Linked DNA regions of Xenopus laevis: region 2 is linked to region 1. A link is a contact called in public Hi-C data. All regions are on one chromosome and are shown on one strand. Each heading gives the region's core, a stretch centred on a gene start, on an enhancer-like site or on the middle of the called end of the contact. The rest is flanking DNA. Distances are from core to core; before and after follow the strand shown. Region 1 overlaps mb21d2.L (protein MB21D2). Region 2 holds the start of LOC121393932 (IgGFc-binding protein-like).

Evidence for each region. Hi-C and Micro-C count contacts between places; a contact is called where the count stands out from the background.
Region 2: a contact with region 1 is called in a Hi-C map of the XTC cell line, with 5 times the contacts expected there. The contact joins the promoter of LOC121393932 here to the enhancer-like site in region 1. A contact is called at or near these places in 2 of 4 Hi-C or Micro-C datasets (the XL177 cell line and the XTC cell line).

Annotation. Positions count from the first base shown.
Region 1 is chr5L:112,109,435-112,114,678 of Xenopus_laevis_v10.1, reverse strand. The region is part of intron 1 of mb21d2.L (protein MB21D2); the gene reads left to right. Among protein-coding and RNA genes, the nearest start is that of fgf12.L, 32 kb to the right of the region's middle. Within about 2 kb of position 3,013, at least 1 of the 7 cell types and tissues checked has an H3K27ac peak or open chromatin away from gene starts, as enhancers often do.
Region 2 is chr5L:112,222,726-112,227,969 of Xenopus_laevis_v10.1, reverse strand. LOC121393932 (IgGFc-binding protein-like) reads right to left here and starts at 2,185. Exons shown (of 12, transcript XM_041563784.1): 1 at 2,125-2,185; 2 at 1,785-2,026; 3 at 773-1,056; 4 at 288-565. The coding sequence starts at 2,185. LOC121393931 (zonadhesin-like) reads right to left here. Exons shown (of 4, transcript XM_041563783.1): 2 at 5,064-5,216; 3 at 4,565-4,827; 4 at 3,038-3,236. The coding sequence ends at 3,129.

The DNA.
Region 1 (5,244 bases), core at 1,764-4,263:
ATCGCTGGTGTGATGTCATAAGCGTCGTTTTGGTTTTCCAAAGTCGCTTGAAATGGAAAGGCATTTTCTAGTCGCTTGCAGTAGCGAAGATTTATAGCAGGCGACTAAATCTCCCCGTGAGCCACCACCCTTATACACCAGTGGAGAAAACAACCATCCCATTAAACTTAATACCTCAGAGAGTATAAGTGCCAAAGACCAGAGAACCACTTTCTCTCATTTCTTTCTTGCAAATAGGTTTTTCTTTTTATATTTAGGTACTAAAGGTGTGTAATAAACAGTTCTTGCTGTGGTAATACTACCCTTGTAAAGCAGCCCTGCTAGTGGGCAGTATAGTAAATTTCCTCCACCTCTTTGGCTCCATTGAAAGCGATGACCTTTCAAATGCGAAGAGAGAACCCCAGAGATTACAAGATCTCTCCTTTTCAAATTGCTAATAATCCCCATATATCTGACAGCAATAAATGCCAATTTAATTCCTTTATTCTTTCTTGGAATTAAATCAGAAGCCTTCTGTCTGGCCATCTGTCCACTGCAGAACAGTTTTGTTTGACACTAGAGCCCTTCTGGGCTGCCCATTCCTGTTTGCAAAACCAGCCTTTTAGTACAACCAAATTGCTGTCATACTCTTTCCATTATACTACAGTATTATCTGTGCACTGCCCCCCTACATGAGCTCACCCCTTATAAACTCTTTCCCAGTGACCTGACAGTAATGCCTCTTGCGGAACAAATATGCTCTACATGAAACTGTCACTGTGCAGTCATTATTTACCAACGATCAAGTTTCTACCTCGCATAAACGCACAACTCAAATGTTTTCTTATTTATGAAAAAACCCAAATGTAAAACACTCTATTTAATGCTATCAGGAAAAAAATCTTAAATACCTCGAATTGGTTGCGTTTTCGAGCTCAAAAACCACTGTAAAAAAAACAAAAAGGCTAAAAGGAGCCTCTGCCATTAACTTCTATATGACCTTTACAGGACAGCCAGATTTGGGCTTTTAGTAGCTTCAGGGCAAAATAAATCTGTTTTTATTGAAAAAATTTGAATTTTACGGCACAACTCAACCTTTAATAAATAACCCCATAAATGCAGCTAAAACGCAGGCCCAGTGAAAGGAATGTGATATGGCCACTTTTGTTATTATCCAGGGTTTTCTTACATAGGGCTTTCCTACAGTGCATTTTGTCTTCTTTGTGTTTCTGATGGATGTATACAGGTGTGACCCTGCAATAGTTTGATGGTACTTTTCTTGATGGCATGCTGTGGCCCTTAACACAGCTGGTATCTTAAATCCGTTCTTAAATACCTTGTCAGCCCAAAGCCAGTGTGGATTACTGACGGATCTTATCATTTATGCCCTAGACTCTGATACACGTTTTACCATTTCCTTGTATAAGTAACATAAAGGGTTAGTTCACCTAAAAGTTCAAACTTTTGTAACCTGTGCCTTTTCTCCTTTTTTCAGCAGTTTGAATGACTGCCCCCATGGCTACAAAGCATCTTATTTATATAAACTATACTAGTCAGGGGCGTAACTATAGAGGAAGCAGACCCTGCGCCTGCAGGGGGGCCCAGGAGGTATAGGGGCCCCACGAGGCCCTAATTCATAATACAGTTTCAATAAATATTGGTAAAACAAGTCAACTGCTAAAAATTTTGGGAGCCTGAAAAATAATTTGCTGTGGGGCCCAGTAATATCTAGTTACGCCACTGATACTAGTGTTTCTGAAGCAAACACATAGCTTTTACCAGTGTATGCTAATAGTATACTATATAGTGAATAAAGTACCCCCTCTTGTAAAATATAAGGACATTATAAGTTACCGAGGAGTTTCATGACCATATAAAAACACAAGGCCGAAGGCCGAGTGTTTTTATACAGGTCATGGAACTCCGAGGTAACTTCTAATATCCTCATATTTTGCAACTGGGTTTACTTTATTAATTATAATACACAAGTTTCAGTGAGTCATGTGACAGACATGTTTCGAGCACCAAGGCTCGCACTTGATAAAGAGCCCTGGTGCTCGAAACATATCGTGTTAAATAAAGGCACTTTTGCAGCAGAACTTCTGCACTGTTTTGTATCGACACTTACATTTTGGAACCACGATTGATGGCTTTGGAAGGAGTCGGAGTCTGACTCAACTCCACAGCTCTGAGGATGACAGCCGCTCACAAACACAGACATCTGTATATCTTAGGGTTTTCACCTCCTCTGGTCTTCGACTGAGCACAGTGGTAGCCAAAACACTTGTGTGTCATTTGTCCTACTGTAGATCATGGTCTGTATAATTTCTGGAAAGTATGACGCATTTATTTAATGTATCTGATTTTTAAAGTTATTAGGAGTCAGTCGGTAGATTTGGTGTCTTTAACTCCAGACACCAAAAATTGCTCCCGACTCCACAACTCTGACACTCATGCTGCTGGTTTACCTTGCTTTAGTCTGGAGCTAGCTACCCGAGGGGCTAGCTGGGGGAGGGCAGTGGAATTTTGCCCCACAAAGGCTCACAGGGATTGGCCATGAATGCTATTGACCTGTCTGTAGGAAAGTCAATAGGAGAGGTTGCACTTTAAAAAACTTTCACTATGTGTCTCTATTTACTGGTCTCTAGTTTTCTATAGTTTTGGCTCAAGTTTTACATTATATTGCTGGCTGTCTCCTGCAATTCCTCAATACACTTCCCATACATAGCTGCAAGCCACTCTCTAGCACGGCACAGTAGCAGGTTCATAGGCACTCAGACCTGCCATGGTTTCACCAATAATTCCAAGTAAGCATCACATTCCAGATTTTTTTTAAATGTACATAACATAAAGTAAAACCTGTGTATTTAATGAAGGCTGGAACAGTATTCCAAATGGGCTCAACTCACAGCCGTTTTATGGGAGAATAATCCCTGCTTTCATTCCTTTGCTTGAAATCCTATCAGAGCATCCTCTCCTAATTGTTGCATGGAATGCCCTGCAAATGCTGGAACCATCCTCGGAGCTGCTCTCTAATAAATCACTGTTGCCTTCATATGCTAATGATGGGGTTTCCTTTGTACAGGACCCTGTGGTGTCTTGCTGGGGAAAAAAAGCAGGGGAGCGACAACCAAGCGATCTTTGTTTATATCAGTTTGTGTGACTTTAAGTGTGGAAAAAAATCAATTTACTTAAAAAATAATTGCAGTCTCCTGAAAAAGCATGATTATTGGCAATGGTAAATCACTGTCCTTACGCTTACACAAGACTGTTGCCTTGAAGAAATGTTGTTTTCAGCTGCCCAATTATATCCCTTGTTAATACCAAGCCTCCGCAATTCCCAGCTGATTAATCCTTTCATTACTGCTGACGGGCAGGATCCATGTTTGTGCTGGAATGAGAGGGCAGCAAAAGGGTTAAGAAACAAGGCACATGATTTGGGAATCATTTACTTGTGCTTAAATGATGGTCTTTCATGGGGACTATTGCATTCTATTACATTTCTAGACATCTCTATTTTAGACATATTGTAGTTGGTCTTTATGCAGATATTGTACATTATTCCCTGTATCATAATCTCATTTAACAGTATGTACAGGTATGGGATCCGTTATCTGGAAACCCATTATCCAGAAAGCTCCAAATCATAGAAATGCCATCTCCCATAGACTCCATTTTATCCAAATCCAGATTTTTAAAAAGGATTTCCTTATTCTCTGTAATAATAAGGCTATGGGCACACAGGCTGTTGTCAGCGGCTGATCAGCAGCTGTTGTGCATAATTCTGCTAGCTGAGAGAAGCAGATCTGCTTAGTGACCCTGCTCCATTGATTTGAATCTGATCAGCCTGTGTGCGGTCACACACAGGCTGAGATCAGCCCAATTAGGCAGGCTGAAAACAGCTGCTGACAACAGCCTGTGTGTCCATAGCCTAAAGGTGGCCATAGACGTAGAGATCCACTCATTTGGCAATGTCGCGAAACGAGTGGATCTCTGCCCGATATGCCCACATTGAAGTGGGTGATATCGGCTGATCGGGCAGGAGAACAGGCGATCGCAGAGATGCAGCCGCAATCCGACGGGATTTTTTAACCCGCCTGATCGAGATCTGGCCGACTTTCGGACAGATATTGATCAGGAAAGCCCGCCAGATGGCCCCACACATGAACCAATAAGCTGCCGACTCGGTCTGTCGGTAGCTTTTATCAGCCCGTGTATGGGGGCCTTAAGGGTAGAACTCCACAGACAATTTCGGCGTGATCCGACACGCTGCACAAAAACGCAGGCGTCAAGTCTAATGCGACTGAAATAAGGTAAGAGATGGAAATGTCGCAGCATCGGCATCCGGCAGACGTGTCGCGTTAGACGAACGCTGCAACACCATCCAAGATAGCTATTGCTTACCTTATTTTTGCGCAGCGTGTCGAATAGCGATGAAATCGCCTGTGGAGTTCTACCCTTAAACAGTACTGTGCACTTGATCCAAACTAAGATATAATTCATCTTTATTGCAAGCAAAAGCAGCGTATTGGGTTTATTTAAGGTTTACATGATTTGCTAGTAAGGTATGAAGATCCAAATTATGGAAAGATCCGTTATCCAGAATGCTCGGGACCTGGTCTTTTATGGATAACAGGTGTATTGGCAAAATGTTGCTAGGACTACATTAATAATGTGTGTTGTATAAACAGTGTCTTGTGCAAACATGGCTACATTGTGCAAAACATTGGCTAGATGACTGGCTCATTGTCTGACAGCATACACCATGATAAAGATAGAAGCTGATAGAGAAAGGTGTGTGGCAAAGTTGTGAAATGTGTTGCTCTAGATATTGTTACACTATAACTTTCCCTATCCTATAGCATTTATAGTCTGGTCATGCTTGCCACTAAATAAAAACTCACTATTTGAAATGTACACTGTAGGTAAGAAATGTAAAGATACCATTACATGACTTTTGATGTGTTGTAAAAATAATGCTGCACTGAGTCTTGCAGTTGACTGATTCTAAATATTAAGCATAGGCGCCTTCTAGTGTCACTTTTCTGAAATTGCACTTTACAGAAATCTGCTGTTACAGGGGTTAGTGAATGGGCAGTGCCTTCCTCACACGTTAACTAGTTACAGAATGCTGATGGTCAGTAACACTTTTAGGGGGTTATTTACCAAACTCTGGTCAGGCTTTTTGGGTCAAAACGCTATTATATATATATATATATATATAAATAAAATAGTTTTTTGTTTTTTTTTTGAAAACTTCAATTT
Region 2 (5,244 bases), core at 936-3,435, 110 kb before region 1:
TATCGAATGGTCGAATATTTGAACGATTTTTATTTCGAATCGTTCGATTCAAAGTCGAAGGTCCTAGTCGAAGGTCAAAGTAGCCAATTCGATGGTCGAAGTAGCCAAAAAAAAACATTCGAAAATCGAATTTTTTTTCCTTTATTTTCCTCTATTCCTTCACTCGAGCTTAGTGAATGGGCCCCTAAGTGTCAAAGAGACAGGAGGAGAGAGGAAGGATGTCCCTGCCCTGTAAAGCTGACAATCTATGGAGAAACCAGAATGAAATTTAAAGGCATCAAACTTACGGCAGAATGTAGCATTTCTCCAAGGTAGCACTATGGCACCTGCAGCTTGACATGCATCTGCATAAGCCTGAAGATGGCGGCAAAGAGTATTTGGATCCAGATGCAATGCACACATGTCATAATAACAGTTTAGAAAATAAGGCCTTGGATCTACAATTAGATGGCAGTGTTGGAATACCCCATCAAAGGGTAGCATAGTGCCACAGGACTGGTGACTCTCTATTTCCCTCTGTTCTTCTTCAGTGCATTGTGGGTCAAATTTAGAGGCCAGGGAACAGCTTGAAAGAGAAAAAAGTAATATTCCATTATCATAGAAGTAATATAACATTATCAAATGAAATTAACAATTGTGTTCAAGTTGTATAGATTATGGCAACTGTAGCATGGAACATCACCATTTTTTTTACAGTTATTAGGAAATTAGGATATTTAATTGATAAATGCTGAATTTCTGGTCACTAGTTTTAGCAAAAAATATTAAATACCTTGAGTTGTTCTGGACCTGCCAGCTGTTGCCATAGCTTTCAGAATTTGGCTCCTTAATACCATTAGGATTAAGAGTGTCATCTGATCTCTCTCCATTGAAATTTGAACAGATACCGCACACTTTGTCTTGATATGCTTTAGAAAGAGTAACTTCAACCCTGTGATCTCCATCATACTTCACCATCAGGCCAAAGTCTGTTATGACAGCAACATACTGGCCACTAAATCCAACTGATATACCAGGAGACAAGTTCAGTGGGAGCAGTTTTTCCTCTCCATTCAACTGAGAACAAAAGTAAATAAAATATTCAGCAATAAACTGTGAAAAACATTAATTATATTAAATACTACTCTCTAAGACAATGCTCTGCTTTCCCAATGCTTAATATTGTGTCAAGACCACAAAAAATAAAATATACAAAGCAACTGAGCTAATAACATCTGCTCCAAAGCATTGTGGGTTATCTAGAGGGGAGTTACAAGAATGATGAGAGGACTGGTTTCAATAATATTTGGAGCTTTTACACCACTGCTATTTTCCAAGGACCAAGAAGTTTTCTCTGCTGTTAGTTTTTAATAAATAATTTGATAAATGGCAGAATAGAACATTTATTGCTAAATATTTTTCCATTGAATAATTTGTAGACCTACAGTATATAACTTTAAAACCCAGTAGTATAAAGCAATACAACACCCCTATCACCCTTTGTCACCCCTATAAATTCTCATGATCCCATGGATCATAGTGGTATTCTGCTATGCAATGCAGGTACTTGATATTGTTCAGGGAAGTGAGACAGTATTAAATGACATTGATCATTATGGCAATAGTGTAACTAGCTGGTTCAGAATTAATCAGTTCACGTTTAATCCATAGTATTGTGCCGAAATAGGAATAGATCTCATCTTTCTATTTCAAAAAAGAGGCATACATTAACTACTGCCTAATTTGTAATCCTGACTGGATTGTTTCTGCATTACTGTTTTTACTCCTGTAGTTGTTTCACTTACCTTTACAACCTTTTTCTTTTCTAGAGTAATAATGTAGCCATGAACATCCACCATGACTTGGCTGACATAGGAAACTTGAGTGTTTCCCCCTCTGTACTCATGTGCAACTTCAACATTGAAATCTGTCAAACTGCTGTTGACTTCACAGAGCTTGGTGAGTGTGTAAGTGCAGTTCCCCATAAAAGTATGAGGATAGCCATCAAATGTAACAAAATGGGGATCTCCGTAGCCGATGCAAGTCCCTGTATAGAGAGTAATGGATTGGGATATCTTAGATAACTGTAAAACTGATTTAATCTCCAATTTCAGTTGTGAAACATACAATCCACATACAACATACCTGGTGGCTCTACAGGCGGGGTGGTGGAGTCTGGCACTGAAACGACAAAATATGGTGTCATATATAGAAATATGATTCAAGGAATTAAATAAGGATATATTTATCAAATGGTATTGACTTGCATGCCTTTAGCGTTTTCCCTATTAGTTCTAAGGTTTCACTATTGCATTAGCAGTTCAGCCATAGTTCAAAAATGATCTAGGGCATCAAGTAAATGTTTACTCCAATACTTGCTCTAATGAACCTTTAAGATGATCTTCCAAATTAAATAATTATTTACTCCAAATTTTACTCTCATTGCCATTCAGACTGCCTCCCCAATGACATGGCATGGAGCCCTTCAGCTTGGGAACAACTGCATTAGACCAAGGATGTCAGTGGCTGTTGCAAGCAGCAATTCAGTTACAGCAACAACTCTTTAAAGGAGTTATATCACCCCTTAAATGAAATACTTCTCAACAATTGAAAAGCAGCATTTGGGGAAATTTAGACCATGCCCTAATCTACACAATCCCCAACATGGCTCCCTTCACATAAACCACTTTGGAACTGTCCTCTCTAAATCAGGACCATTTGGACGTATGATTATATGTGCTCTAGATATCTATTTGCTGATCTAAATGGGGAGATGCTTTATTGAGAAGTGATTCAATTTCAAACCTCAGTGTCTTATTGTTTGGATGGCCCTCTGGGGAAAACTGCCTGGTTTATCAATCTCAATGATAATTTGTTTTTTAAAGATGTCTATGCATTTAGTGTGTTTTTCAACTGTCTATTGACCACAGATATTTCCCCCAAATGCTATATTCCTGGTGTGTAACACCGATAACTTATAAAATACCCCCTGTAGAATAATGACCACTTCCTACTTCCACTTCCTACTAATAAAACCACTGTGGACCCCAAGAAAAAATATTAATGGAAGCAAATTTCTTATTTATCATATTGTACCTCAGAAAATTTAATCCAGAGCAAGAGCTGGGCAGAGATGAAAAACTATAATTTTACCCCCAAGTATATGAGTACTTACCACAAGGTCCATTTTTCACACCAATATTGTCTATAGCTGTATCACCATATTCTGTTAGCCCCCGAACAGCTACAAATAGGACCTAATAATAAATAAAAGGGAAGATGTATTAATATTGCAGGTAAAGAGATGGAATGATAATGATCTTTCTGCTATAACACTTGTTTATGAATGAAAGTGAAATTAGCAAAGCACAAAAACAGATGCAAATCACCAGATATGCCAAAATTCTGGGTGCAGTGACTTACGAACAATTCATTGTGCAAATTGCATCTTTTCTGGCATGCTGATGCACATCAATAACAGCATTAGTGTGTGATTTATTAGATTCTTTAAATGCTTTATTCTGATTGTATTCCTTTTTCTATTTCTCTTTTGCATTTCATTTGATTTTTTTAAATGGTAAAAAGCATGGTATTTTTGCACATTTGGTTATAGTTTGCATGCAAGCTTTATTTAATGATCACTAGATGGCAGTATAGGTTAACTCTGATCACAAATCGAATCCCATTGGTACCATAGGGAATGAGGTAAAACGGTCATACTGTAATTAAGAGCATTATTATAATTAAAGAATTGGTAGCTCTAATGCACAATATTTCAAATAACGTTTTCTTATATAAAATTAGATACTTTGAACAGAATATTTTCATATAGTTTGACATTTCATATCAATGCCACCCTAAGACTACTGTTATATTCCTTCTTGTAACCTTCAAACATGTTCATTCAGTTGTTACAAGATTTATAAAAAGTTATTAAGGCTTATGCCAACATGCCATTGGTACTGAATTAAGAAAAAGCAAACCACAAAAGAAAATAAATAGTAGAGTTGAAAGAGAAGATGGCAGATAAAAAAACAGAAGAAAATATGGAAATATTGTAAAGCATTAACAAGAAGAGTGCAAAAGTGCAAAGATTGTTTAAGAGAATGGAACTAGGAAGATGAAAACTAGAGGGATAAATTATATGAAAATAAATGGGGGATGAGAAGTAGAAGACAGGACACAAGCTAATAGCAATGGAAGTAGGGACAAAGGAAAGTAGGCAATGGATAATTAAAGGGCAGAAAGAAAAAGAGAAGGTATAAACTGTGTAGAATAAGAAAAAAAACAAAACCCCATATATTCCATCAGCAATTGCGTCACGGCTCTATAATAATCAGGTTCAAAGAAATTAGATTGCTGATAGGTATTGCTCAAAGCAACTTATCTCAAAGGTTTTACGCAACATGATACCATATGCAAGAAATACTTTACAGAGCATTACTCATTTATAAACTTTGTACATATTTTATCTGCTGTTCTTTTCTACAGGCATTCCTTTGCCCCTTTCCCTTCTGTTTATCACATCATAAATCTTCAGACTTTGCACTTACATTTAATAAAATAAGACATATAATATTCTTACCTGAATAGACGTTTGTTGCTTTGGTTGGTAAGTGAAATAGCCATATAACCAGTAAGAACTCTGGGCCCCAGTTTGTTTCCAATAGACTGTTTGACCTTTTTCATCAAGGATTAGGACTCTGAGTTCATTCTGTGTTTCAGAACCTGACATGTGGTACCAGAATTCTACACATACATCATTGCTAATGTCAAGTTTTGGGCTATCAAGTCTGACTGCGTCATTAGGGATAAAGTTGGTGGCTTCTTGGTAGAGATAATAGCCATCTGTAGGGAAAAGCAGACAACAATATAAACTTACCGTAGGACCACTACAACCAATTGAATCAGTTAAATGTTGCGGACCTCAATCTACCAGTGTGTAGGTCCAACCTGACATAGCAGACATAATGTAAACCATTGTTTACATCGTTTGCTTGTATTTCATGAAACCCGTTACATTCTGTAAAAAAAACCACCATAGAACTGGTGAATAAGAACAAAAATAAATGCATGATTCCTACTTCCATCTGGGTAATCTCCATCAGGACCAGTGGTATGACTTGGTGTGGAAGATTTTGCCCTTATCCAGTCTCCATGGTCTTGGCCTTCACAATGCTGTTTCCAGTCACATAGTGGCCTTGTGTTGTCATTAAAATCACAATATGTGATATAGCCTGGAAAAGAAACATGCGAAGTGAGTGA